Regions from separate parts of the Mus musculus genome. Here regions 2, 3 and 4 are each linked to region 1. A link is a contact called in public promoter capture Hi-C data. All regions are on one chromosome and are shown on one strand. Each heading gives the region's core, a stretch centred on a gene start, on an enhancer-like site or on the middle of the called end of the contact. The rest is flanking DNA. Distances are from core to core; before and after follow the strand shown. Region 1 holds the start of 4930507D05Rik (RIKEN cDNA 4930507D05 gene). Region 2 holds the start of Pbld1 (phenazine biosynthesis-like protein domain containing 1). Region 3 holds the start of Atoh7 (atonal bHLH transcription factor 7). Region 4 holds the start of Rufy2 (RUN and FYVE domain-containing 2).

Region 1 (7,271 bases), core at 2,728-5,227:
TGCATCATAGGGGAGACTTGGTTGGAATAGTTGGTCCCCATTATGGAGAAAAGTTTACCTAACTCTGGGAATCAAAGGGTCAAAGGGACCAGACTGGAGAAGGCAATACTGAAAACGAGCCTCTTTGAGTTGAGCACAGGGAGGAGGAGATAGGCCCAGGAATGTACGTGCTTATATGGCTGGAGAACTCTTGTTCTAGGAAGAAAGGAGGGAGAGTAGGCTTATAGACAAAAGACAGAGGATAAAACTTACTGGAACTGTCAGTATTATCCCAGGGAAGGGATTAATACTGCTCATGTAACAGGTGAGGAGGGTAATGGGTTGCTCCCTGAAAAGCAATGTGATATACCCCAGGTTGCCTTCTGGTTGTCACTAAGTCAAAGACCAGCTCTCCTATCCTTGAGACAGACAACAAGAGAACTCTGTATACTTCTCCTCCCCTTCACCCACTCTCTGAAAGCCCTTTCTCTATCCACCCCTCAATGGTGACTCCCTGGCCTTAGTCCCTGTGGACAGTGAAATCGCCAAAGAACAGCTTTCCAATAAACCTGCCTTTACTATAATCTGGATTGATTTGGCTCATTTCACCGGCAGAGAAATAACCTATCAGAACTAAGGTGATTTATCAGATCCTGAGAGTCTTCAGAAAACGAGTTCACCAAGATGTGGTGATGCATGCCTTTAATCCTAGCACTTGGGAGGCAGAGGCAGATGGGATCTTTGTGAGTTTGAAGCCAGCCTGATCTACAAAGTGAGTTCCAGGACAGCCAGGGCTACAAAAGTGAAACCCTGTCTCAAAAAACAAAACAAAACAACAGAAAACCTAAACAAAAAGAAGAGAAAGTAAGAAAAGAAAGGTGTAGTCTCCCCTCCCCCAGCCTGAAACCTGCTTGCTCAGGGGTGGAGCTTCCCGCTCAATCGTTCTGCCACGCTCACTGCTGGAACGTGCGGCTTTGCTGTTTGGAGCCACACACGTGATCACCCTGCTACTGGACCCCGAGATTATTTGGCGGGAATTGGGCCCCCTTCCCCTGCTTTATAACTGAGTGCCGAAATAGTAAAAATTGAATCTTGAGCAGAGAGCTTTGTCTTGGTTCCTTCCTTATCTCGCGCAGCCCAGCCCCTCTTCTCTTCCAGGTTTCCAAAATGCCTTTCCAGGCTAGAACCCAGTTTGTGATCTACTGGCCAGACACAACAGAAAGGTTCTGAGGTTTTCATTTGTAAAGGTTGATGGTTGAGCATTAACAAAGATCATCGCTGTTCACCTTGGCCTCTGCTCCCCTCCCTTGCACATTCAACGCTTTATCTGCAAAGAAGGAACAACTTTGTGGAGGGACAGGCAAGAAAAGGTCTGGGGAGGGTTCTTCCCTGTAGTGAGTCTGGAAGCAGACTTGGGGTGGTCTAATGAGAAGCAGAGGGTTTAGGATGGATGCGCTGTCCTAGCTGGAGGCCTGGATGATGAACTTGAAGGTAGAATCTGAGTACTGGAATATGGGCGTGACTGCTTCATCAGGGTTCTAGTGGATGAGGTAAATGGAGCCTGGTTACAAAAACAGGTAGTGGAGTCTGAGGAGCTGAAGGCGGGTGGACTTTATCTCGGGACTAGGGGCTGACAATTTTTGTTTTTTATTTTTTACTTTTAGATTATTTTATGTGTATGAGTGTTTTGTCTTCATGTGTGCCTGCACTACAGGTGCGGGAACTTGAGGATGTGGTGAGCCTCCATGTGGGAATCAAACCTGCGTTCTTTCAACAAGTGCTCTTAACACACTGAGCCAACACTCCAGCTCAACATTTTTTTTAATTTAATTTTTAAATTTTATATACATTGGTGCTTTGACTGCATGTCTGTGTGAGGGGGTACAGAAGATACAGACAGTTGGGAGCCCAAGTCTCTACAAGAGCAGCTAGTGCTCTTAACCACGGAACCATCATCTCTCCAGCCCAAGGACAAAGTCTTAACCCAGGTGTTAGGCTCCAGCTCGCTACAGCCCCACCCCCACCGATGGTGCCGAAACCGAGTTCCAGGTAGCCACAGCCCTTCTCCTGAATGATCACCAGGCACTTGAGTCATGACCTTACATGGGGAAAAAAAAGCCAGCTCTTGTCTGACACACAACCTTTCCCCTTGCTCAGGACTCTTAAGAATCGTCCATCATGGGTCCTTGGTCCAAGAGCTGCACCAATAAACCTGACCTTGTTCGTTTGCCAAATGAACCAAACCCATGAGCCTCTCACCAAGGAGGGTTCTCAAGGAGGCCTACCCATATTATTACTGCAGACTCTGCGGATAGAATAAGTGCAGTTGAGATCGAAAGACCCTCGATCAATTTCAGAGAAGGAAGGCCATTCGAGTTCAGGGTCCGAACTTTGAGGGTTTTGACTTAGCACCAGATGGTTTTAGAGCTTTGACTCCGAAGCCATATCCCGCAACTCATTTTCTGAAATCAGAAAACTTGTCAAGAAGGGATAGAGACAGAGGATTGACCGATGGCGCGGGTTGGAATGAGGACCACCAGACACCGAACGAACGAAGTTGTTACTGGGTCCAATTTTCTAAAAACCGAACGGCTCCTGAACTCAGAAACTAGATGGTGTTGGGGACCTCTCGGCAGAGGACTGAGGGAACGTCGCCACACATGGCTTCCCTCCTAGTGTTTGGCCGGCCAAGAACTGAATGGTCACGCCCAGACGGAACGAACAGAGGCACCTCTTTCCTTACAACTCGGGTGGGACCGAGTGCTGTAGTAGATAGGAGTAAGATCAAACTTTAACCAGGTACACAGAGCATACTTTGTGGTTATAACTTTCGAGATGCGAGGAGTACAAACTGCTCACGTTAACTGAATTCTGCAGCTCATGGTGGAGCACATGCCTAGCTTGCTCATGGCCCCTACATGGAGCCCTAGCACCAAGGAGAGAAGCACGTGTATTGACACACGTGTCACGTAAGCGCCAGTTATCGTACAACCGGATTTCTCTGCAACCCGTCTTGATCTGTAGCAGATCAAGCTACGTCCTCTAACGTTATCCTATCAGGAAACTACGGATATTAATGCACCAATCTTCTTGGAAATGCACTTTAGCGTTTGAAGCCACATGATGCAGGATAGACAGTTTGGTCACATGACGACGCTTGTACGGTTCCCTTCCGCGCATCTGTAACATCCCTTAAGATGCCTGATTACTTTCCCTTCTTTCGAGAAAGACGCTGCCAATTGCCGCAGAAAGAGTGAGAGGATGGGAGCTCGTTTCTGCCACTGTAACGTACAGAGGTCGTGCTCCCACGAAGAGGCGCGCTCCCAACCCTTCCATCTCCTTTTCCTTCAGGCGCACGCGGGGGCAGCCCTGTGTCTCTCTGGGTCCTTTCGCTCCGCGGGCGCCGGAGCTACGTCACCGAGCGGCGCCAGTGGTCCGGATTTTCCCCGGCTCCATTCGAGCCGCGGCCTCAATGTCCTTGCCTCGGTGTACCTTGCTGTGGGCTCGGCTCCCGGCGGGGCGCGGGGCTGGGCCCCGGGCGGCCCCTTGCTCCGCCCTTCGCGCTCTCGTGGGGTCGTTCCCGGGGGCTTCAGGACGCGTTCCCTGCTTGGCCGCCTCCTCCTCTGCCTCTGGTGGCTCCAAAGCCCCGAACACGTCCTTGTTCGTGCCGCTGACGGTGAAGCCTCAGGGTCCCAGCGCCGATGGCGACGTGGGCGCGGAGCTCACTCGGCCTCTAGACAAGAGTGAGTGCTGGAGCCTCCCGGCAGAGCGGCAGGGTCTGCAGCCTGGGCCTACATAGTGCAATGTCTGTTCCTTTTTGGAGCCCTTAGCACCCGAGCCTAAGTCATATTTAGTCTCTTCTGTAGTTGACATTGACCGTTCTCTTCGGTCGAGGAGGTTAAGAGTTTTGTCCCTAAGTGGTGCGCCGCTTGTGCTCCTAGAGTCCTCATGGAGGGATTAAACAGTGAGGACTTGCCATTGACCTGATGTGGATGTCTAACGATGTTAAAATTCCATCTGGTTGCCAAGACAACGGGTCTCAGATCCGGATTTCTCAATAAATTTACTCTCCCACGAGACAGACCTGAATTTAAATACAAGATAAAAGTTGATAAAACTGTCTTTGCCAAAAAGTAGTATCGTCCCAGGTTCCAGAGATGAATAAAAAAAAAACCTTTAGCATCACTGGGTTGAAGTGAGTTTTGTCCTACCTGCATTTGGGTGAGCTTGACAATGGGAGGGTGAAAGGTTTCTTTTCACCAAATGACATTCTTAGAGACTGAAAGAAAACCACATTTCTTTTAGGCACAAGCTGTCTTCCTGGCTCTTCAACAAGCAATATTGATGCTTCCTATTGTGACTTTAAAATATAGGCTTCATGTTGGGAGTCAGAGGCAGAGGATGGCAAGTTCAATACCAGCCTGGGCTACAGAATGAGTTCAAAACAGGCTTGGAAAACTTAAGAGAGGTCCTATTTCAAAATAAAAAAATTAAACAAGGTTTCTCTGTGTGGCTTTGGCTGTCCTGGAATGTGCTCTGTAGACCAGGCTGGCCTCAGACTCACAGAGATAGGCCTGTGTCTGCCTGCCGAGTCCCTGGATCAAAGGCCTGGGCTACCTGCACCTCCAGGCAGCAGAGTGTTCTTTTTTAATGTGCTTGAAGATATAACCCTGGGATATATGCCTTGCCAAGCACGCAGTGCCGTGGGGTCATTTCCCAGTACTGTGAAATCAACTAACAAGGTAGTACTCCTCCTCTTCCCCTTCCTTTCCCTCTACTTTTTCCCTCCTCAAGATAAGCTCGAGCTGTTCTCAGACTGGGGATTGTCATTAATTACTGCACAGGCTACCGTTGCTAACACTGCTCTTAGTAGTGAATTACATCTGCCTCTCATAGCAGGACTTGCCTTTTCTTGGTTACTCAAGAAGAGCTTTGGGCACAAGGGGAGGTTTGATGGTGACTCTGTGGGGGTGGGGGGAGGGGGACTGGCTCTCTCCTTGTGTGTCTGTGGTCTGTCAGGGATGGTGCATTGCTGTACTCTTGTCATTTTTCTTACTCCATTGCACAGTAGCCCAAAGCTTCACACTCTCAAAGCATTCCTGAGGCCCCGGCCTTTAGTATTATGACTTCAAATTCCTTTTGTTGTAGATTTGTCTAAATTGGTAAACAATTGTTAAAAAAAAATCTTTTATAGGGTCTGGAGAGATGGCTTACAAGAGCACTCACTACTCTTCAGGTCCTGAATTCAATTCCCAGCAACCACATGGTGGCTCACAACCATCTGTAATGGGGTCTGGTGTATCTAAAGAGACCAATGGTGGTGTACTCATGCATAAAATAAATAAATAAATAAATCTTTAAAAAAACTTATATTTCTTTTTTAGATGAAGTAAAGAAGATCTTAGACAAGTTTTATAAGAGGCAAGAAATTCAAAAGCTGAGTGCTGACTATGGACTTGATGGTAAGGCTGACAATTTTTTGAGAGTTATTTTGAACAGTTTTTATCAATTTATGTGTGTGAGTATTTTTCCTACATGTATGTCCATAGCTACTTTTGTGCAGTGCCCATGACAGAGAGTATTAGATGCTCTGGAATTGGAGTTAGAGATGCCTGTGAGCCACCATTCGGATGCTGAGAATCAAGCTTGGTTTCCATGGAAGAGCAGCCACTGTTCTTAACCACAGAGTTCTCTCTGCATCTCTGCCAGTAACATCTTCATAGAACTGTCACATTTTGCATTGTACTTTGTTATGTGTATTATAGTCTGAAGAAAAGTCCCTCTCCTTGTCTTCTGGGGGACTCACAAGCCCAGCTTGCCAGCCAGACTCCACAGTACAGGAGTGCGTGTTCAGCCTGCCTTAGTGTCTGTCCTGTGTAGTTTCAGTTTTAGCTCAGCTTGTGAAAAGCCAGCTGTGCTACCAAAACGCTGATAGGGGCTGGGGTTTGCTGTGGCATTTGTATACTTGACAGTGAGAGCTAAGTAAAGACTAAGCCTTGTATGCTTTGGTTTTATGTTTTCCACAGCTCGTCTCTTCCACCAGGCTTTCATAAGCTTCAGGAATTACATTATGCAATCCCATTCTCTGGACGTGGACATTCACATTGTCCTGAATGATATCTGCTTCAGTGCAGGCAAGTGCTTAGAGAGCTTTTAAAAACATTTATTTTGTGTGTGTGAGAGCCGGAGGGAGGATGATAGAGTTGAGGGGAGGAGAAGGAAGAAGAGGTGGAGGAGAAGAGAAGAGGAGTATGCGTGTATGCCGTGACACTCATTTGGAGGTCAGAGGACAACTTTAGGGCGTCTGTTCTCCTTCCAGTTGTAGGTTTCAGGGACTGTATGACACTCCCTTCCCTTGCTGAGCCATGTCATTGGCCTGCTGAGAGGATTTTTTTTTAATTATTTTTATTTTATGTGTATGGGTGTTCTGTTTGCACTACATGCATGAAATGCCTGCAGAGGCCAGAGGAAGGAGTCAGACCCCCTGGAACCTGAGTTACGGATGGTCGTAAGTTGCCTTGTGGGTGCTGGGAACCAAACCTGGGTTCTCTGGAAAAGCAACCTTGAACACTGGACCATCTCTCCAGCCCACTGTGAAGATTTTTTAAAGAAATGATTGTGTGTGTGTGTGTTTTATGTGTGCCTGTGTGTTCCTTTGGGTGCACATGCAGAAATAAGAGGAAGACAGCAGGGTCCTGCTCCACCACTGACTCTCACTAACCCTGGAGTTGGTCTGGTGGCCAGCAAGCCTCCAAAATCCTCCTGTCTCCCTGCCCCTTCCCCTTCCAAAGCTGGGGTTAAAGATGTGCTTGGCAGCCTCACCCAGCTTTTTAGGTGTGTGCTGGGATTGAACTCAGGTCCTCATGCTTGCACGGGGAACATTCATGTTCTCTGAGCCACCTCTCAAGCCCTGAGAATTTTAGGAATATTAGTGGGGGTGCTTTTTGTTACTTCTCATTTATTTCTGTAGCTAGCAGAGCTTCCTTGTTTTAGAATAGGTCCTGGCATTGTACTCTATAACTAAGTCACTGTGCCTGTCCATCGAATCCCTGCATCAGTTAGTAAGTCCGACATAGGCTGTCTTTGATCATCATCCTCTGCTCTGTTAGCATAGAGAGCAGCATGAATGGAATAGAATTAGCACACGGCACCTTTCATCTGTTTCTACTATTGGATTCTCTCTCCTTTGTAAAAGTTCTGTCCTGAAAGAAAAACAAAGCAGTAGGCATGGTGGCCCACTTTGTCCCATCCCTTTGGAGGCTGAGGCAGGATTTCTTTGAATTCCAGGCCAG
Region 2 (7,303 bases), core at 1,410-3,909, 610 kb before region 1:
AGAGCTTGTCCTTGTCGTGTACCCCATCCCCACAGCTGCCAAATATGTATTTCTCATTGGAGTAGGAGTGTGGGACCACCAGTCACTCTTCACCCACAGTCAGGAAGCATGGGCCATCATCTTTATTTAATTATTTATTAATTAAATGCATTAATTATTTATTAGTTTAAATTAAATATGTATTTAGTGAGAGAGAAGGGGGAAAGAGAGAGTAGGCACAGGTACACAGGTCAGAGGGCAACTTCCTAGTGACTGTCGAAACACAAGGCAGGGCTGCTGTTGTTTCTGCCACCACACAGTGTGGTCCAGCTTGACTGGACTGCAAGCTTCCAGATGATTCTCTGATCTCCCACTCACTCATTACTGTGAGGATGCTGGGGTTACAGGTGCCTTCGATGTAGATGTTGGGAATTAGACCATGGTGAACTGATTATGCACGGCTCCCCCAACCCCCAGCCTCACCCACCCCGGTTTTCTCCTTTTGTGCAGTCAAAGATTCCCACCCATGAAACTCTATAGTCCTTTGTCCACACAGCTTGGCCCTGGAAACCTGACTGGGGAGATGAGGGAATGAAGAAATGACAGGCACACACACAGAAGAGCTGGGATGGGTGGACTGTGCTCGCTCTGACAGAGGGCGCCTACTACTCATGGAAGCTCCACATGGTCATCCTGTATAGCAGGGGAGGAGGGGCCAGCCAGTGTCAGCGTCACGGCTCTATGGGGAAGAGTCTAATATGTGACCATACCAGAATAGGAAGCTGCAGTCCCAACACTCTGTCAGCATCGGCACACAGACCAGGGGAAAGCTTTGCCACTCTCCTGAGCCTCACCCAAGACCTCTTTCTCCGAGGACCATGATCCCTGACCCGGCTCTGCTCACATCACAGGATGCATGCTCACCCCGGACTTCATCTACTGCCCACGGTGCTGCCCACAGTCACGGTGGGTCTTTCCTATACCAGAACCTCATCTGAGGCCTCCCTCACAGAAGCGTCAAGAGATGTGTCACCAAGGCCACTCTAGTGCCTGTCAAGTTGACTATGAATATAAAGCATCATGCGAAGGCCCCTGCTTCTTATTATCCAGGAAATGACACAACATTCATCCAGAAGGCCAAGGGATAGTTAATTATTATAATTAGTATATTTAGCAATTATTCTAATAAAAAATCTCATTAGCAATCATTGTAATCTAAGAACTATGTGGGCTTTTTTTTTTTTTTTAATTCAGCTAACTCATTTATTTGGGGGCCGTGGCACACTTGTGCGGCCGGGGGATGACTTGGCAGGAGGAGGTTGTCTGTGTCCACTCTGTGGCTCCCAGGAATTGAACTCTGGTCTTCAGGCTTGGCGCCAAGGACCTTTACCTGCTGAGCCAGCATGGGAGCCACAAAAGAGCTATTTACAAAGGGAGAGTTTTGGCAAACTAACTTTTCCACAGAGTGGAGATCAATTCCTTGCCTCTCCTTAATTCTTTGCCGGTGCCTTATTTTCTTGATCCTAAAGAGATTTTTAATATATTTTGACAATTATTTTAAGAGAGAGAATGAATGTCTGTGTGTCAGTCAATACACTTGAGCATAGAGCCTTTGGAGATCGGAAGAGAGAAAGTGAGTGCAGACATGTCTGTGTGTTTGTGTGTGTGCAAGTGCATGTGTGTGTATCTGGGTTTGTGTGGGTTTGTGTGTGTATGTATGTGTATGTGTGTGTTTGGGTTTGTACACATGATTGCAGTGACCTCAGAGGTCAGAAGAGAGTGTCAGTCAGATCTCTCAGATCTCCGTCGGGAGCTGGAGCCACAAGCAGTTGTAAGTGTCCCACATGGGTGTGAAGAATGGAACATAAGTCCTTTGCGAGAGCAGTAGCCACTCTGAAACAATGAGCCTTCAGCCTTCGAGAGAACTTCTAAATGTCTGAGGAACAGGAAAGGTTAAAGCCAGGAAAGATGGCCGGCAGCTGTAACCCAGGCAGGCACTAAGGAGGTTGAGGCAGATGGGGTCTGAAGAGAGCTTGAGCTACGCAGGGAGCTTAAGGCCAGCCCGCCTTAGACCTTCTCCCAACCCCTATGAGAGAGTCCCTAAAGTAAGACTCAAAGGTAGCTGCGACCATATCTAGTCATAAAACTAAACTCTGGCAGCTAGAAGGAACCCATCCCCCTACGTTTTTATGTTTATTTGCTTATTTATTTTTGATTCTGTAAGATGAGTTTCTTCACATAGTCCAGGCTGACCTAGGATCTGCTATGTAGCCCAGGCTGGCCGCAGACTCATGATCTCCTGCCTTCTCCTTTGGAACACCAGAGCTGCAGGCATGAGCCCCGACTCCCAGCTGCTGCCAGGTTCCCTGCCTGGGAGCCTCTGTGGCTCTGACCCAGTCTAGGCACAGCCATTCCCTCATAACCTGAAGACATGGCCATCAGCGACGTGACACAGAACACAAGCCAAAGTGGCAAACACGCAGGACGGCCTCATGTCTTTTACAGACGTCAAGGGCTCTACACACATCTGGAAGTTCAGGCTTGGCCCTTGAGAACCGCGTACTCACGCGCTCCAGGAGGCAGACTGCGGCAGGATTGCCCCGGAAAGCTGTCGCAGTGAACGCATCTGCTATGAAGATTGGGAGCTTCATTTTCCTCGCTGGCTTTGTCTGAGGGCTCCCTGCCCTGCTCGGAGCCCGCTTCACTTCCAGCTGTTGAAAAATAAGTTAAAGTTTTACTGGTGCAGACGTGCAGTTAATGGTTCCCAGACCAAAAGCCAAACAACCGTGCCAATATGGTTACCTTTAGAGATACCAATCCTCTAACAAGTTTTAGCATTTGTATTGGATGTCCTTTGACCTTTGCAGAGTAGCTCAGTGAGGGGCAGGTAAGCACTTGCTTGGCACGCACAAAGCCCGGGCTCTATTCCCCATCGACCCTTACACAGGGCATGGTGGCACACATCTGTGATCCTAGCGCAACGAAGCAGAGGCAAGAACAGAAAGGCTCAAGGCCATCCTCGGCTACACAGGGAGTTCCAAGCCAGCCTGGGATACAGGAGACCCCGTCTCAAAGCAATAAAAGTTTACCAACTTACACAGTATATGAACATTTACTGTGCTTATTAATCTGACTGATAAAAAGCAATCATTGGGTTTTCATTGGCAGAAAACATCACGTCACCCTCTTCTTACCACATCTTAATTTAAAAAAACAAAACAAAACAAAAACTGGGTCTTACTATGCAGCCTTTATTGAACTGGATCTTAAGGCTGGCCTTGAGCTCAGAGATCTGCCTACTTCTGCCTTCCCAGTCCTGGGATTAAAGTCCCATGCCACCACAACCAACTTACCTTTTCCCCTTTTGAAATCACATAGCTGCTAGAGGAGCCCCTGGCACACCATATCTATTAAAGTGATTTAAGAAGTAATTACTGGGCTCACATCCAACTGGAGCGTGGAGGACAAACAGGAGGATTTGTTGTCAAGTGTCATCTGCGAGGACGTGTCTCCATCGACAGCAGAATCGTTCTTCTCACTGCGTTTCAGGTTGTTTATGCGGTTGTTTGGAGATTTCATTGTAAATCACCATTGTTCTATCAGATAGCAGGAGTCAGCACAGAAAGGAAACAAAGCTCCTATTTTGACACAGGTTCCCTTTTGCAAGGCTGGAATGGAGCCCAGGCCTCACACGTGACTGGTAAATGTTCTAGGTTATCTTGTTTACCTGATCTGTGGGCCCCGGGATCTTGACCTCGTTGGCCGTGACCTCTCTGTGGAACCTACACAGGTCTTCAGCCTCCTGCCCCGGCTGCTGAATAGCTAGGATTAGGCTCTGTCTCCCCCTGGCAGTGGGCTTCACAAGCTTGTGAGCCAGGCTCAGTGGAATCTGGAGACTGCAACAGGCCTGCCTTGAGTTCAAGGCCAGCCTTGGGATATGTAAAAGTAGCTTTTATTCACCTGTTGTAATTGTCATCTCAGAGGCTTACTGCCTCAGTCTGCTTACCCAGGTCTAGGCCTGGAAGCTTCTAGCTTCCATACAATCTAATTGAGGCCTAGAATGTTTTCAGCCTCTGAGACTGGCTGCTGAATAAGTTCACAACTTTCTTGTTCTCTCTGAATTCTAGCTGGCTGGTTCAACTCAGCTGTTCTGGCTCAAACTCTTCTCCCACCTGACTCTGATTCAATCTGGCTTCTTCTCAAGTCTCTGATTTTTCCCCCCTGTCTGGTGTCAAACTAACTCTGGCAATCCGTTCTAATCTTCTGACTCATTCCCATCTCTTGCTCATTCTGTCTTTACCTGTGTCTAGCTTGTTCTCTCTTTAGTCTGCCTCTGTCAAACTCTCCCAGTAAAACTGCCTTTCTCCCTCTCTTGGCTGCTCCCCACGAACTCCACTGTATTCCTGTACTGTATTCTCTTCCTCCTGTACTGTCTGTCTCTCCCTTAAGTAGCTTCTCTTTCCTCTCCTCTTGAGAGTTGGGCATATTCTATTCTGTCAAATCTTTCTCTGATTTTTCACTTTGTCTGTCACTCAGATGGATATCAGTTTCAAACATGGGCGCTTCCTTCTGCAGACTAACATTACCTTCATTGTTTGGGATGAGAGGTGAGTACTAGGGGCACGTCTGTAATCCAGCCAGAGGGATTGAGGCTGAGACACACCCTAACCAGAAACAGGTTCAAATATCCTGCAGCAAGGATACCTCCATCTCAAAAAAAATAACTATGTTCGGGGCTTGAGTGAACTTCAGCCTTACTGGTCCCATCCATCAGCTTCTGTTAGATGATCCCTGAGAGGGGGGACATGAACTCCGATAGTCAGGAACACATCAAGCTTCTGAAACGTGTTAGTCTTCTGAAATTGCACGGATGTATGCTCGCTTGCTCTCTCTCTCTCTCTCTGTCTCTCTCTCTCTGTCTCTGTCTCTGTCTCTCTGTCTCTCTGTCTCTCTGTCTCTCTCTCTCTCTCTCTCTCTCTGTGTGTGTGTATGTGTGTGAAGGTTTAAGCTCAGGGACTCAGGCATGCTAGGCACATGTTTTATAACACAGGTATATCCCCTTCTAGCCCCTGAACCCCTGGTGTTTTTTAAGAGATGTTTTAAGCTCTGCCTCCGCTTTTGTTCCTTTTTTGAGACAGGGACTCAAGAAACTCAAGCTAGGTGATAATTTGCTCTGTGGAAACTAGCCTTGAACTCCTGATCCTTCTGTCCCTCCCTCCCAAGTGCTGAGATCCCGGGCACATGCTTCACACCAGGTTAGGGCTTCACACCAGGTTTAGGGCTTCACACCAGGTTAGGGCTTCACACCAGGTTTAGGGCTTCACACCAGGTTAGGGCTTCACACCAGGTTAGGGCTTCACACCAGGTTTAGGGCTATCTTGCTAACTGGGGGAGGAAATCCTGCTCCAAGGCACCTACTGGAAGTCAGAGACACAAATTTCACCAAATTCAAAGCTGGATTAAATCACGCTTTATTAAACAAGAGAAGACAATGACATGGCCATTCTAAGCCACACAGGAGGGAAAGATTTCGTCTCACACGCCCTTAGCGTGTATTTTGATCATCACATCACCAAATCAGATACCTACTGTTGTAATCTCCTGGGTTTGTCCTGATTGTTACTCCTAGCTGAGTTCAAAATACAAAGGATTTGTTTCCTAAACACTAGGCCTCCTCTGAGTCTTTCCACATGAACTGTCTCCCCTGGCTGTCTCCACAGTCGCGTGAATCAATATTCCACAGAGCCCAAGTGAAGCCCCTGGGACAGTTTACAGTCTACTGTCTTTAGTACTGCGCCTGCATTTCCACAGAGTTATTGGGTCGATTACAATGATTGTGACTCTGGGCATGATGGTGCATAGCATTAACCCAGCACTGGAGACGCAGAGGTAGGCAGGGGTCGAGTTGGAGGCTAGCTTGGTCTACATAGAGAGTTTCTTCCCAGCCACGGCTATACAGTAAGACCCTGTCTTTAAATTAAAATTACACACACACACACACACACACACAATTTGTAAAATCTATCAGAAACCATTTGATGGTGGCACGTGCCTTTAATCCAACACACTAGAGACAGAAGCAGGCAGATGTCTGTGAGTTAGAGGACAGCCAGAGCTACACAGAGAAATCCTGTCTCAGAAAATAAATCATCTATAAGGCCCCCACACATATGTCTAAATTTCTTCTCATTTCGTGTCAATGCCTTTATCATTCTAAATTTCTTCTCGTTCCTTATCAATGCACCTCTCACTTTGATTGGCAGTCATGATCAAAAGAAGGGGCAGCATCCCTATCTGCTGTGGGGACTGAAGATGCACACACAGGCAGAGCTCAGAGCCCACCATCAGGAAAAGGATTCTGGAGACACTACCGCACCTCCATCAGGTGTCTTCCCTTTTGGGTTCACACGACGACTGAACCAAGCTCTGTGCATTTGCTGTTGAGTTGGGTTGGGTTCTGCGCTCTAGAGAAGACACCATGTAGAACAGTGGCCCCAAGCCCAGCAGGAACATCTCTAGGCGGTCAGCGTGCCCTCCAAGACAATAACAGCTCCGCCCTTTATGTCAACGCGCCCATCAGGTCGCAGGTTAATGTCCAGCTCCCCTCCTCGGCGGGAACACTGAAAGGCTGAGGAGAACACAACCTGGTGCCAATCAAGAGCATTTCCCCTGGGATTTACCACCCAGGGCAGGGTTGACTGTAACAAATCCAGGACTCCTCCCAGGCCACTTTCCAGGATAAATCCCTCCCCTTCCCCCGGTCCGTGGCCCCTCCCACCTCCACCCCATTCTCCTGCAGCCTAGGACCTGTTCCTTCCTTGAACTCTGGCTACTCACTGAAATGCGCCAGCCCTGTCCCACCCACCTAAAGCTTCCTCAAGGACGTGTGAAGAGATGAAGGTGGAGAAGGCAAGTCCTCGCCCACCCACCCACACACTCAGATCTTCCACCCCTATCCCCCACCCTCACCTCTACCACCCGTTGCCCCTTCTCAGATCAGAAAAGTCAAAGGGAGTTTGGTTTTTTTGTAGTAAGCTAAGGCAAACATAAGGCCGGGTGCACAGGAGGCTCCTTCCCGGCTCCGCGCTCCAGACTCACTGAGGACAGGGAATAAACACCTGTTGTTCCCATCAAGGCCACAGAGACTTTAGTCCGCCTCCTTTCAGTGAGATCGCGTCCCTGGGGATCGGAGCCCTACTTTGATGCTCAGCTAACGTAGCTTCCCCCAGCTGGAGCTCCTATTCTGTGCACCTGAGTCTTATGTCTTTCCTGGGGAGGCTGGGCCTTCAGGAGGCCGAGTCACAGTCTCGCCATCCTGAAGTCC
Region 3 (7,187 bases), core at 4,206-6,705, 650 kb before region 1:
GCCTGTTGTATTTTCCTTTGTTCCTCTCTGGGAATGAATGAGTCTGCGCACTGCCTCTCTGCGCACTGCCTCTCTGCGCACTGCCTCTCTGCGCATCTCTCTGCGCATTGCCTCTCTGCGCATCTCTCTGCGCATTGCCTCTCTGCGCATTGCTGACGCACTACGCAGGGCGGGGACTCCGCATAGGGCGGACCTTGAAGCCGACTGCCCTGAGGCCAATCAGCAAACTGGCCTTCGCCAGCCGCTTTTGGCTTCCTTAACTGATTAGCTAGCACTTTACCTGGCTGGTACCCTTTTTTCTCATAATGAGCTGCTTCTTCCTCCCAGTCTGTTTCCTCAGAGGAGAATTCTTCATCTGCTTCAGAGCTACTAAGAGCTGGCTTCCTGAGCTCATCTAGTGACGAGTATCTCCTAGAGACCTCCGCTAATCGATCTTTTTTCTTTTCTTTTTTTTTTTTCTTCCTTCTAATCTCTCCCCAGGTATTCTTACCTGACCTAAACTTTTCCTCGGGTTCAAGACCCTTGGAAAGGCCTGTATACTTATTTTGTGTACCATATTTTCTCTTTGCTCCTACTCTCTCTCCCCGCTTTACTTCTGATAGATTGCCCTGAATTTCATCCAGAATCCGCCCTGCCTTAACCACTTGATAACATGTGAAAAGGAACAAAAGGGCTTCTAACATTAGAAAAAATTCAAGGCCAAACATTTTCCACTTTACTTCTGATAGACTGTCTTGAATTTCCTTAGAAAGTTCAAGGCCAGGCTTACCTCGTAAAGCTATACTTACGGGTTACCGCCGTTCCCCAGCTGAAAAGTTCTGAATTCATGCAGTTGAATCCTTCTTAACAGTCTGCTTTACGGGAACCTTTATTACCGCGACCCGCAGTTCTGGTTCTGGAATGAGGGATCTTCCTTGCGCCAGTCCCGAGTTTTTTCTCGTCCCGGAATTCGGCACCAATTGTTATTAAACGCGTTCTCACGCCCGGCCAGGAAGAACACAGCAAACCAAAATCTTCTGCGGCAAAACTTTATTGCTTACATCTTCAGGAGCAAGAGTGTAAGAAGCAAGAGCGCGCGAAAACGAAACCCCGTCCCTATTAAGGAGAATTATCCTTCGCCTAGGACGTGTCACTCCCTGATTGGCTGCAGCCCATCGGCCGAGTTGACGTCACGGGGAAGGCAGAGCACATGGAGTGGAGAACCACCCTCGGCACATGCGCAGATTATTTGTTTACCACTTAGAACACAGCTGTCAGCGCCATCTTGTAACGGCGAATGTGGGCGCGGCTCCCAACAATGTGGATCTAACTTGGGTCACCAGCAAGCACTTCACCCTCCACCCCACCCCCGAGCCATTTCGCAGGCCCTGTAACTGGATATTTTAGTACAGCATTGATAAATGAAGGTTTGTACCTTATCCCCGTTTCTGTTTCTAAATGAAAATTTCTATTTCATTTAACTTTTATAAATCTTAACATTAAATTTCCTTGGGGACAGAGAGATGGCTCGGCAGTTAAGAGCACTGGCTGCTCTTCCAGTGGTCCTGAGTTCAATTCCCAGAACCCACATGGTGGCTCACAACTGTCTGTAATTCAAGTTTCAGTGGTTCTAACTCCCTCACACAGACATACAAGTAGGTCAAAAATCCAAATGCACATTAAAAAAAATTTCCTGGCCTACTTTAGCCCTTCATTTGCAATATAAAGATCTGCATTAAAAGAAACCTTCTTATGTCTATGAATTATTAAGGGAAATATAAGGGGAATTTTAATAATTTGCATGGATTTCACACAAACCCTCTCATTTTTCTATAACTATAGAGTCTTTTTTTTTTTAAACTACAAAATAAACAAGATGCTTCCGCTTTTCTGGGACAGGAACAAAGCAAGTGTTACTGGGGGGGGGGTTGCTCCCCCTCCCCCCAGTTGTTGTTTTAATTGCCCAAGGCCCCTCGGGAGCTCTCTCACCATCCTGCACTGGTCCTGCACTACTGCAGGGTTCAGGGGCCTGCGGCACTGACAGGCACAGGCCTCCCAGTGGCACAGTCAGGGGAAGGATGCAGCTCCTGAAGACTGCCTAGAAACGGGTGCCTGTTAATATCCACGCTTAGCTGAGGAAGGGCAGCCCATGTGCCATGTTGCTATAGAAGTCACAGATCTTTTAAAAAGAAAGAAAACTATTTCAAATGTGAACGTTGGAAAAAATACTGTAGCTGGTCTGGAAGTCTTCAGAAACAACGGAATGAAGATTGAGAATATCTGAGTACTGACTTCACAAAGGTGTGTGGTGTGTGTGTGTGTGTGTGCTTGTGTGTGTGTATTTGTGTGTGTGGTATGTGTGTTGTGTAGTGTGTGTATAGTATATGTATGTGTGGGGTGTGTGTGCTCAGGTATGTGCTTGTGTGTGGTGTGGTGTGGTGTGTGAATGTATGTGTGGTGTATAGTGTGTGGTGTGGTGTATGTATGTATGTGTGAGTGTGTGCTTGTATATGTATGTATGGTGTGTGTGTTTGTGTATATATGGTGTATATGTGTAGTGTGTGGTTGTGTATGTGTGGTGTTTGTATGCTTGTGTATGTGTGGTATGTTTGGGTATATGTGGTGTATGTGTGTGGTATATGTGTGTGTGCTTGTATATGTGTGGTATGTTTATTTGCATGGTATATGGTATGTGAATGTGTGTGTGTGTGTGTGTGTGTGTGTGTATATGTGTACGCGAAAGGTCAGAGGTCACCCTCAGGAGTCCTCCTACCACCTTCTTTTCTTTTCTTTTCTTTTCTTTTCTTTTCTTTTCTTTTCTTTCTCTTTGTCCTAGCATTTCCTCGGGCTGTGGAGTCAAGAGGTTAAGCTTTGTCTCTATAATCTTCAGTGAAGAATCCTGAGCCATCACTATTATCTTATTAACAGCATCAGGTGAAAGGGGAGACCCCTCAACAGCCTTCCAGGGGACCCATAATAGTTAGACTTTGGATTATTTTTTTACGATATCGCCTCATGTAGCCCAGGTTGGTCTCAAACTCACCATGTGGCTAAGGATGCCTGGGAACTTCTGACCCTCCTGCCCCGACTCCTGAGTGATGGGATTGCAGGCACTTCATATAGAACTGCGAATAGAACCCAGGGCCAGGCTAGGCAAGCACTCTACCCCCTGTGCCACATCCCTGGCAAATGCTGTTAAGCAACCATTCTGATGGAGATGTCCTATATATTTATTTAACATACAGGCTGTGTTGGTAGCTGGGCTTTGGAATCCATACTCAGAAGATGTGGGAGCTGTTGCTTTTGTTGACTTGTGACAGATTCCAAATGCACTGATAACTTCAGTGTCCTGTTTTTTCTAACTGTGAACAGGCTTTTCCCCCAATTCACACAGTATTGTTGAGCACAGCCTCTCTAGATGAAGGCTTTCATCTGTTCGTGGCTCAGCAAACTTGTTAAAGCGATCTAAATCCATTCCGTGTGTATAGACACTCTCTTTTGACCATGATGGTAGTGAAGCCTTCACTGTTCAAATCGTAAATTATAAGGAAAACACTTCCACAAGCAACATTAATTTTCCTGTTGTTATAGAAACAGGAATACTCTTCTGGGTGGCTATGCATCAGCATCTGCAGATGTGTACAATTGTGTGTGTGGATGTTCCTGCACACTTGTTAGAATGGATGTATCTGGATACTTATAAGATAATTTAGTAAGGAAACTAAAATATTGAATATTAAATATCTTCGTACCTGATAGCTACATGTTATTTCAATTTAGCTTAATGTTACCCAGGGTGATTCTCCTGCCTATTTTTGAGAAAGCTGAGATTGTAAGGTGAGCCACCACACTGGCTTGGGAGGAATAAAACCACTCCCTGTCTATACCCGGACGCATTCAACATCACCCCTCCCAATAGCTCTTGAGTGTCTCTAGGAAACTAGTAGAATATGTGTAAGTTCAAAACACACTCACATTAGTATTTTACAAAATCTATATTTTAATGTGTACAGTTAAAAAAATACAGAGCGCTCATACCCAAGTACTCTACCAGCTCCCCAACCCTCGACCCCAGGGGGGAAAAAAAAGTCTTACTCTATCTGATGCATGCACACACAATATACGGAGCATAAATGCATTTACACCACAAGGTAGCTGCTCAGAACATAAACAAGTCACATAATACAACTTCGCCCAATAGGGACAAACTTGCACAGTTTAAGAAGGTAACTAACTGTCTGATGGTTTAGTACCAGTCTTATTCAATCTTTTTTTTTTTTTTGACATGGGGTCTTAAATATTTAAATATATATGTTTCTCCACCTCCTGAATGACGCTAGGATTACAGGCCGTGCATCACCGTGCTCTGCCTAAGCGGCAGCTGGGGCTCAACCCCACTTTTATACATGCAAGACAAGTCCTCTACAAACTCGGCTAGACCCCAGCCCCGTTGTCTTAGGCTAAAAGGAACAGAGCATTATTTTCACAGCAGTCCAAAGTCATTCGCGATGTCCACTCATGAAACCTACAAAACACAAGAGAAGTGGAGATAGGGAGGCAATGAACTCATTTCATCTACCTGTTTGAAACGGGAAGGAAATTAAGCAGAAAAGGTGATTGAGTTTTCTCCCCTAAGACCCAAATGGCCCCGAGGCTTAGCTGGCCATGGGGAAGGGCTCCGGCTGGAAGCCGAAGAGCCTCTGCCCATAGGGCTCAGGGTCTACCTGGAGCCTAGCACCCGGGAAAGGGAGGTAGGGGTGATCGCGGCCCCGCTGCTCGCAGCGCAGCCCGACCCAGTCCCGCTCGGCTTCGGCTAGGATGCGGGTGAGCGCGATGATGTAGCTGAGCGCCATCTGCAGTGTCTCGTACTTGGACAGCTTCTTGTCCTGGCCCCACTGCGGCACCACCCTGCGCAGCCGGTCGAACGCCGTGTTCAGCCCCTGCATGCGGCGCCGCTCGCGCGCGTTGGCCGCCAGACGCCTGCGCGCCGCGCTCTCCAGCCGCCCGGGCCCCGCGCACGAGACCGCGCGCTCGGCTGCGCCCGCGCACGGGGGCGCGCCGCGAGCTCCCGCCGGAGGGCCGTGGGGTTTGCAGGCCGACTTCATCCACGCTGCCGCTCTGCAGGACTCCCAAGAGTGAATAAGACACAGACGGAGCGACTCACGTGCAGTCAGTCAGTGGCCAGAGGACACTGTGTGGGACCCTAGCTTGGGTCCTGCTGGGAAGTCCCTTCCCTTGCCCAGATGCAGTGGAAGTGATGCTCAGGAAAAAGTCATTCCTCCCCACTCCACCCCAAACACGTAAAGTTGAACGAGGAGGAAACTTTCTTGCAGTTTGCTGCGGATCGTTCTTGGGGGTCGGGGATAGAAAGCCTTTCCAGTTCTCTGGGAAAGCCTGAGACTGCTTTTCGGGGTGACGAAATCTTCCCAGAAGCTCTGCTAGGTCAGGAGCGTTTGGACAGCTTGCAGTAGATGTCGGACAGAGCGATGAGGGAGGAGAATTTATAGCCCAGGGCTCAAGGAGGGAACAGGTGGTGGCAGGTGGGCGGGCGTCCCTCCGCTCCCATCTCAGCACCTTCCTACCCTGGGAACGGCAGGGGGGAGGGGGCGACGCACAGCAAAATCCTGACATCATTGCCTTCGTCTGTTGAAGTGTCTCCAAAGCTATGTCCAACGCTAACTAACACACCATCTGGAGTGGCCTGGTCTGACTGTCCCCAATAGAATAAGAAGGTGGGGGTGAAGGGAGAGCCTGGTCCATCTTTTCCCAAACCAGCAGGAAGCTTACATATCAAAAAACAAAGGCCGGGTTTTTAAATGATTAAGTAGAAAAATCATTTTGCGGGAAGATGTTGCTTCTAACATTGCTAGGGCGTATCCGAAGGTTATCAAGATTTTGCTTTGTTAAGAAGCGGCGATAAAGTATTAACATTTTCATTTAATTTACTAAATAAATTCATACAAATTAGGAAATCCAAATACTGTTGCAGGCCTGGAATGTGACTCTGTGAATAATTTCTGTGAAACAACTTAAGATGAATCCAAAGATACAAATGTGTCAGTGTTCACCTCGATACTATGTTCTGTGGGTTCCAAGGCCTTGACAGGTTTATTCAGCAGCTCTATTTCATTTTCTTGTTCATTAATATTGAGCCACAAACTGAAATGATAACTAATCGCTTCATTGTTTACCATTTAAACTTAACAAGACATCTTCATGCACGTGTGTATGCAAAAACGGAAACATCTAAATAATTTGGGGAGTTTAAAAAAATCTTAATGCATTTTCTTTTTGCCTGTCTCTTATACCACTAAAAATATTTCATGCAATTCAGTGTTGTTCTATGTCCTCTGTCCTCAAGAACAGTAACAAAACATGATTTCCACCACTGATAATTATTAGATTTACACAGAGAAATCTTTAATTATCCCCTCTCGTCTCAGCTTGTTTCTTGTTTTTCAGGGGAGTGTAAAGGCAAAGAAACAGGCTCTAATATTTTCAGTTCTATATTTCAGGAAGGGCCAAGGAAGCTCTCTCTCCTTTCGAACCATGGATGTAACCTCAGATTTTTTTGTTTAGTTAAATCGTCTACATACAAATCAAGAGGCCTTTTAACTTGGACTTGTTTACCCCGCTGGTACCTCAGACTACAGCCCCAACACCACCACCCTGACTTCAAGCCCCGTCTTCCCATAAATAGTTTATTAGTCCCCAGCTAAAGCACTGACGGGGAAATGAAGTTGAATAACTTGAAGACAATGGGAAGCAATTGAACATTAATAATCTTCAGAGCGACAGATGTTGGACACAGACTTTTTGCACAGAGCCACTCAGCTCCATCACTCCTCGGTCCTAACAGTCACGTTGGGAGCAGCAGTTCTGCGCTGGGAACAACTGTGTTCTTTAGTCATCAGGATGTCAAACGTTCGCTTTTTAAGGTTTTCGCAGAAGTCTGCTTTCTTTGGGCTATTGTTCTTCGTATTAATTTAGCTCACCCTCCTCCCCTGAAGAGTCCCCTCTAGGAGACACCGCGGATTATCTCCCTGCACAACAGCCCATGTATTCCTGCCCATTAGTGTCCAGAGTATTAATAAGACATATGGTTTTGCAAATTGTGTATCCGGGATAGGTTAAGATTTCTTGGTCCACCTAACCAGAGAATCAAAAGCATTATCATAAAGGGGAAGAAGAAACACTGGAACACAAGC
Region 4 (7,375 bases), core at 500-2,999, 530 kb before region 1:
GTAACTCTAGCACCAGGTGGCCAAATGCCCTCTTTTGACCTCTGAGGTCAACACACACACACACACATACACACCTTTATTTCAAAATCAGGCAGTGGTGGCTTGCATCTTTAATCCTAGCACTTGAGTTAGAGGCTAGTCTAGTCTACAGAGTGAGGACAGCCAGGCCCACATATTAAAACTGTCTCAAAAAAAAAAAAAATCAAAATACACTAGCAACAAAATAAAAGGTAAAGTTATCAGATTCCAGAATCTCCCAGAACAAACATCACAGGGAAAACAACAACAACAGAAAAAAAAAAAAAAAATCAAAATATTTTGACAAACCCAAGGTAGTCTTCTGTGCCTTTGACCTAAGCAACTAGGAGATTGGTTCCAGGCCGGCCAGGGTTACACAGTAAGACCCTGTCTCGAAAAAAACACAACTCCCAGGTCAAAAGAAAAGAAAAAAAAAAAAAAAAAGGAAAGAAAAAAATTCTAGTACGGGCTGGAAAGAGGTTAATTCCCCATACCTGTGGTAAGCGCTTAACTCCAACTCCAGGGAGACCCGACGCCTCTGGAGGCCCCTACACTCAGGTACACACTCATTAAAAATAAAAATAATTTTTTTTAAACCAGCTGTTCCCCCAACACTCTAAACACTGCCGAGTGGCACAAATATTTTTCTGCGAAGATAGCAAAAGAGATGTGAAAACCAAACCTAACATTTATTAATCTCCAGAGAACTCTGCCATGTAGCTGTTTCTGTAGTCCCAGCGTCTGTGATTCTTGGGTCCAGCCTGGTCTAAACAGAGTGTTCTGAGGCAGCCAATGCTATATAGAGAGACCTGTCTCAAAAACAACCTTCAAGTAAATGACAAACCCAGGTGGTCAGTGCGTTCACAATTTAGTGGCCCACTCAAAACAAAACAAAACAGCTGGGCGTGGTGCGACACACTTTAATTCCAGAATTTGGGAGGCAGAGGCAGGAGGGAATCTCTGAGTTCGAGTCCAGCCTGGTCTACATAGCTAGCTCCTGGACAGCCAGGACTATGCAGTGAGAACCCGTTTCGAATAACAAAACAAGAGTCCCCTTGCTCTGGCACTTGGCTATGGTTTGCATCCCAGCTCTCTTAGGCTGACTTCCTCCGCAATCTGAAACAGCCCGGCTGGGTGATGAAGGATATGGCCACATCTTTTCCTCCACTCTCCGTCGAGGTGTGATTCCCTCCGTCCACCCCCGCTCCCGAAGTGAAACCACCTGACGTTTAATAATCGGCAGAATTCTCTTTTTAAGAGTGTTCATCACAACCTGTAACCTGCACCGGAGGAGCCTAGGACAGCGGCTGTGCAGCAGCGACCGCAGGTGGGGCTCCTCGGCAGTCCCTAGAGGCGGCCCCGCTCCCTCTGCGCCCCCAGCCTGCAAGGGGGCCCCGCGGAGCGCGCTCCTGGCACTACACCGCTCCCCTCCCCAGCCTTCCGCCCTGCATCCGCGTGACTGGGAAGCCATCCCTGTCCCTGGACGCCCTGGTCCCCGCCCGTCCGCCGACCCCAGCCGCCAGGCCCCAGGGCGGGCGGGGCGCAGGGATGCGGGCGGGCGGACGTTGCCATGGAGACCCCGGGAGCCCCCGGTTCCCGGGTGACTGCGTGACCCAAGCGAAGGATGGTGACCCCGGCTGCTGCCCTTACCCATGGCGGCGGTGCGTGCGGGACACGGGCTCGCGGAGCGGGTCAGCAGCTCCCCGCAGGCGCGCGGCGGCCACCGCGTCTGGCCCGGCTCGGCGCTGCCACAGCGCCCCTGGCGGCGGGAGGACGCCACGGCCGCGTGAAGCTGGTCCCCGCCGATCACCCCCACCCCCACCCCAACCCCCATTTGACCAACCCTGACAGCGTCAGAGAAAGAGGCGTGACGGGGACCTGGGGCACAGCGCCAAGGGAGGATGTAGATGCGGGCCTCAAGCTACCTGTCAAGGTTTCATCCTTGCAGGCTGGATGGGTTTAAGGAACACACCGGCCGACTCGGAGCTAGCCGACAGATTTTAGAAAACCTCACACAATTAGCAGAGCCGGCGGCTTGTAATGCCAGCATTTGAGAGATGGGAGTTAGATGGATCCGTAGTTGAAGACCAGGCTCACTTACATAATGGATTTGAAGCTCGCCTAGTCTCAAAGGAAGACACTAAATCCAGCTGCTAACCCCAGCACTCAACAGGAGTGGACGCAGGAGGACTGCTAGGACCTTGAGGTTACTCTGAGCTACCTAACAAGTGCCAGGTCGTCTAAGGATAGCTACAAAACCCCTGTTGCATGTAACAAAATGTGATACTTTGTAAGTGGGTATGGTGGACCTAGAAAATACCAACTCTTAGGAGTTGGAGGAAAGACACAAGACCCCAGTTCCATGTAACAAAATGTGATACTTTGTAAGCGGGTATGGTGGACCTAGAAAATACCAACTCTTAGGAGTTGGAGGAAAGACCTAGAGTGTTTGTTGCTTAAAAAAAAAAAAAAAATCCTTTCCTTAGTGAGGTGTAAACAACGTCTACCAAATGCTTCCAAAATTCTGAGGACACACCAAAAATGATTAACACCGTTCCCGCTGAAGAAGCAGTGAGTTATGGGGGATACTGGGGAGGACTTCGAAATCCCTCTAGGAATGATGACTCCTTCCTGGCTGCAGATAGTCACCCCTCCACTAGCCCCTCCCTTCCTATATGTTAGTTCCTCCCTAAGGCCATTTGCAGTTAGGGTAGAATTGCATACAACAGCTTGCAAGAGAAAGACTGGTTGTTCCTGTGAAGGTCCCATGACCCTCCCTCCCTGCCCTCCTATGAGGGAATTCAAGTCAACTTGCCCAGCTGTGATCTTTTGCAAGCAGATGTAGGCCAGTTTGCTGAAAACAGTGGTAGTTTTGACTCAGTCCTGTACAACACAGTTCAAGATCATTCTCCCAGACATTCGAGATTTCAAGGCCAGCCTGGGTTATACAGGGCTGTCTTTTAAAAAATGCACAGGCACACACACACACATGAATGCTTCCTCCTGCCTTTCAACTTGCCATAGATAAAACTTGCAACAGGCACCTGGGTGTGCTGCCTGTCATATACCTATAACCCCGGGATCCACCCTTCAGGCAAAAGCAAGCAGATCTTGATTCCGGAGCTAATAAACCCATCTCAAAAACTTAAACCACCAAAAGTGGGTAGACAGATGCAAGTCACAATGTTAACTCAACACTCTGGTTTAGAATGTTAAGAGATAGTTGCCTGAATCCAGCTGTCTCGGGACCAACGTCCATTCTGCTGGCAGAGTCAAAACTGAGTTCATGGTCCCAGGCCCCAGACCCAACACTTATTCTGCTTCTTCAGGGGTTTCATGTTTGTCTGTTATCCAGTAAAGGGGGGGTTGCCTTATCTAAAACAAGGCATGCAAGCATTGCTGGGGGTGAACTACCTGACTGCATGCAGCTTGCCCACTCCTTTGTTCCCTTATCATTCTGAATTCCAGACCAGAGTCCAGGGGGAGACCTGACTGCAAATCTGAATCAAGGACCTTGAAACCAGGTGACCCTGATAAGGCCCAGTCACCAATGTTTTAAGTCCTTGCTCAACCCCCTTGTGTTAAAATATGCTGGACAATGCTATGGCCCGGCCCATGCTTTGGGGTTCCATCCTTAAAGATGCTGTACAATTTCTCTTCTGGATCATAGTGAACTCCGAAGTCTGTTCTGTGTCTGTGAGCAATCAGTAGTGGCCTGAGCACTATAAAAACTTGTCATCTGCTAAGATGAACGTTCAAAGGCACAGTCTCCCGAGTCTGTGCTATAGTCTCTGGCCGGCCAGATTTTGCTGCCTAATTCAAATAAAGATCATGCTTTGCTGGGCTCTTGTGTTTCACTTAGGGTTTCATCGCTGCGAAGAGACACCAGGACCAAGCCAGCTTTTCTACAGGCAAGCATTCAGTTGGTGCTGGCTTGGTTTCAGAGGCTCAGTCCAGGATCACAAGAAGCATGGCAACATGCGAGCAGATGTGTTATTGGAGAAGGAGCCAAGAAGTCTACTTTTTGATCCAAAGCAGCCAGGAGACTCTTCCACAGTGGGCGGAGCTTAAGCAAAGCACCTCAAATCCCACCCCCACAGTGACAAACTTCCTCCACTGCCACACCTCCTAATAGCACCACTTCCCATGAGCCAAGCATGTTCAAACCACCTCAGGTTGCTTTGGTTTTCTCTTGTACCCCAACAATGATGCATTAGATGCAATGGTGTCCAGCACGTCTAACAAATGTCGAGGAAGCATCTTTTTTCCCTAAGAGGTTTGCTGTTTTGTGTGTATGTGCTTACACCTGTGCGTTCTTACCTGAGAGAATGAATTCTGCTTTTAGATGCCCTTTTCTGGTTTTGACAGGTCTTGGGTAGCCCAGGTCAGCCTCCAATTTATATAAGTAGTGGGAAAGTTTTCTTTAATGTGAGATTGTCATACACGGAGAAGTATATTTACAAAGAGTCCTAATATAAGTGGGAGATGAATTGGAACAGAGACCTGACCTACCCAGGCCCTGAAAGCCTAGGAACATTTGACGCAGAGGTCAGTACTGTCCCGACTCTCATGAGAATCCTTTCCCTACTTTTAGAGTATACTACCACCACCTAGGTACAATACCACCACCTAGGTGGGTGACCCTAAACAATGTAGCTCTGGCTTTAGGCTGCTTACACTCCCCACAAATGAAATAGTGTACAACTTTGTTACTTATTTCTCCCCCTCTTCATATCTAGGAGGACTCCAAGCCCCAAGGAATCCCCCAAGCTTGAGGTGTTTCCTGGCTGTGCATTGCACAAGTCGGGTCTGATTCTTTATCCTAGCCCAGTGCTCCCAGAAATCCTAAGACTTGACATAGATTTACGAATACCTTGGTCATAGAGCTAAGCTCTTTTCCGACTAGATATAACTTAAAATAACTCATTTATTCTAATCTACACTCTGCCACGGACTGGTTACTTATGCTCAGGTACCATGCATCTATCTCATCGCATTTTCTTTCCCAGGGGGCAACTCCTGCCTGGCACTCTCCCAGAATCCTTTCTGGCTCCTGGATATCCCACCACCTATTTTCTGCCTAAGCCACAGGCGATCGTATTTATTACTGACAGGTGCCACATTCATACAGACCTAAGATATTCTCTCTACAGTGCATCTACCCTTCTGTGCAAGAGTCTCTAGTGCATACAGGTAATACCAGAACGGTCTGGCGAGATTGCTCAGTGGGTAAAAGCACTGAGCCACCAGGCCTGAGTTTGATCCTCAGGGGCCCACATGGTGAGAGAATTGATTCCTGAAAATTGTGTCCCAACCTCAACATAGATGGTGTTAAGACATAAGCATCCATCAGCCAGTAAATAAATATAGTGATTTTTTTTTTAAAGTAGCACAATTGCCAGGCGGTGGTGGTGCACGCCTTTAATCCCAGCACTTGGGAAGCAGAGGCAGGCAGATTTCTGAGTTCGAGGACAGCCTGGTCTACAGAGTGAGTTCAGGACAGCCAGAGCTACACAGAGAAACCCTGTCTCGGGAAAAACAAAACAAAACAAAAAACCACAATTACCAGGAAATCAGCATCACCTTACTTTTTGTTTGGCTGAGTTTTTTGTTTGTTGTTTGAGACAGCTGTGCGTGGCTTTCCTCACTGAGGGCTGGCGAGAGCAGCGGCTAGGAGACACTGATCTAAACACAATCAATCTTCAAGAGCTGTCACCAGGGCCACCTCATCAGCGGCCTTATCTACATACCAGGCCCAGGCTCAAACCTGTCATCTTCCTGTCTCAGGCCTCCCGAGTGCTGAGATTTAAACTGGTGATTTTCACAAAGACCATAAGTAGACCAGGCTACCAGGGTTAAGGTTCAGGAAGAGCAGGTGCTGCGGTGACAACTGGGCCCAGAGGTTGTCAGGTGAAGTGAGTACATCAGAGGCTTGGCTCAGGCTATCCAATAGGTCCAGGAATGGGGCTGCTGAGAGTGCAGACTATCTTATTTCCTAATTATTACGTGTATCTGTGTATATCATCTTACTAGATGCATATGTGCGAGTGAATGAATGTGCGTGTGCATGCACTAGCAAGAGTGTACATATTGAGAGGGAGGAGGTCAGAGGAGAGTATCAGAAGCCCTGAAGTTACAGGCCACTGGGGTGGGAATCAGACTCAGGTCCTCTGCAAGAGCAGGGTGTGCTCCTAAGCACTAAGCTCACCGCCAGCCCCTGAAAGGCCACACTATTTTCTGAACCTGCGCTCTGACTAGCACGAGGTAACCAAATGGGTCCATGGTGCTTTGACAAGGAATTGCATCTAGGGAGTCCCCCTCCCCAGAAAAGAAAGATGAGAGCCCTCCTGCTCCACTGTAGGCAGCGCTGGTGGGGTAGGGAAGACCTTACCTGTGCTTAACCTCAACTCCAGACCTCAAAGCACAGAAACATCTCTGTAGAAAACATCTTAACTCTTTCAGATAACTGAGAGACTAGAGTTGGGACTGGAGGAGCTCCGTGGTTAGGTACTTGTTGCTCTTGCAGAGGACTCAATTTTGGTTTCTAGCCCCCACATTGAGAGGCTCCCAACCGAGTGTAATTCCTGCTCCAAGGCTCTGCTACCCTCTTCTGGCCTCAGAAGACACCTGCACACATGCATACATGCATGCACACATTCTTTTCTTCTTCTTTTTTTTTTTTTCCAAGACAGGGTTTCTCTGTGTAGCCTTGGCTGTCCTGGAACTCACTTTGTAGACCAAGCTGGCCTCGAACTCAGAAATCCACCTGCCTCTGCCTCCTGAGTGCTAGGATTAAAGGCGTGCACCACCACGCCCGGCTTCTTTTCTTTTTAAAGATTTCTTTTATGTATAGGAGTACACTGTCACTGTCTTCAGACACACCAGAAGAGGGCGTCAGATCCCATTACAGATGGTTGTAAGTCACCATGTGCTTGCTGGGAATTGAATTCAGGAAGTGCAGTCAGTGCTGAGCCATCTCTCCAGTCACACACACACACACACACACACACACACACACACTCTTTACAAAAAAACAAAAACAAAAAACAAAAAACTTTTTATAAAAAATCTGTTTGGCTCCTCCCAGGGACTGAAATTACCATAGATTACCTCCAGCCCATACTCTCATAATAACAAGAATTATTTAAGCAGCAACAGTAACTCTTCTGATCTGCTGTCTACTGTTTTCTTTCAGTGTTAAGCCCACCCAAGACGTCATTTATAAATCTCTTTGGGATACTGTTATTTCTTGGTTTCAGCTGTAGCCTGCTGTGGTAGCAGGAACACTAGAGGCTGATGTATTTGAACACCTGGTTCCCAGTTGGTGGGGACGTTTGGGGCTGGCTCAGCTCTATTG

What was found. Promoter capture Hi-C pulls out the DNA fragments that hold promoters and counts their contacts.
Region 2: a contact with region 1 is called in a promoter capture Hi-C map of liver, with 3 times the contacts expected there. The contact joins the promoter of Pbld1 here to the promoter of 4930507D05Rik in region 1. A contact is called at or near these places in 2 of 39 promoter capture datasets (both in liver).
Region 3: a contact with region 1 is called in a promoter capture Hi-C map of stem cell-derived epiblast-like cells, with 5 times the contacts expected there. The contact joins the promoter of Atoh7 here to the promoter of 4930507D05Rik in region 1. A contact is called at or near these places in 4 of 39 promoter capture datasets (hippocampal neurons, liver, pre-B cells and 1 more).
Region 4: a promoter capture Hi-C map of pre-B cells shows a contact between it and region 1, with 4 times the contacts expected there. The contact joins the promoter of Rufy2 here to the promoter of 4930507D05Rik in region 1. A contact is called at or near these places in 3 of 39 promoter capture datasets (cranial neural crest, liver and pre-B cells), 1 of 484 Hi-C or Micro-C datasets (CD4 T cells) and 2 of 115 datasets of contacts at active chromatin or transcription factors (double positive thymocytes and memory CD8 T cells).

What each region holds. Positions count from the first base shown.
Region 1 is chr10:62,445,866-62,453,136 of GRCm38.p6, reverse strand. 4930507D05Rik (RIKEN cDNA 4930507D05 gene) reads right to left here and starts at 3,977. Exons shown (of 1, transcript NR_027926.1): 1 at 1,784-3,977. It overlaps Supv3l1 (suppressor of var1, 3-like 1 (S. cerevisiae)), which reads left to right and starts at 3,399. Exons shown (of 15, transcript NM_181423.3): 1 at 3,399-3,722; 2 at 5,364-5,441; 3 at 6,006-6,113. The coding sequence starts at 3,452.
Region 2 is chr10:63,056,945-63,064,247 of GRCm38.p6, reverse strand. Pbld1 (phenazine biosynthesis-like protein domain containing 1) reads right to left here and starts at 2,659. Exons shown (of 9, transcript NM_026701.3): 1 at 2,547-2,659. The coding sequence starts at 2,630. It overlaps Pbld2 (phenazine biosynthesis-like protein domain containing 2), which reads right to left. Exons shown (of 10, transcript NM_026085.2): 10 at 5,436-6,607. The coding sequence ends at 6,495. Gm16143 (predicted gene 16143) reads left to right here and starts at 6,781. Exons shown (of 3, transcript NR_152619.1): 1 at 6,781-6,888.
Region 3 is chr10:63,098,053-63,105,239 of GRCm38.p6, reverse strand. It overlaps Atoh7 (atonal bHLH transcription factor 7), which reads right to left and starts at 5,455. Exons shown (of 2, transcript NM_001364648.2): 1 at 4,704-5,455; 2 at 3,960-4,504. The coding sequence starts at 5,084. The coding sequence ends at 4,496.
Region 4 is chr10:62,974,626-62,982,000 of GRCm38.p6, reverse strand. Rufy2 (RUN and FYVE domain-containing 2) reads right to left here and starts at 1,749. Exons shown (of 18, transcript NM_027425.4): 1 at 1,669-1,749. The coding sequence starts at 1,672.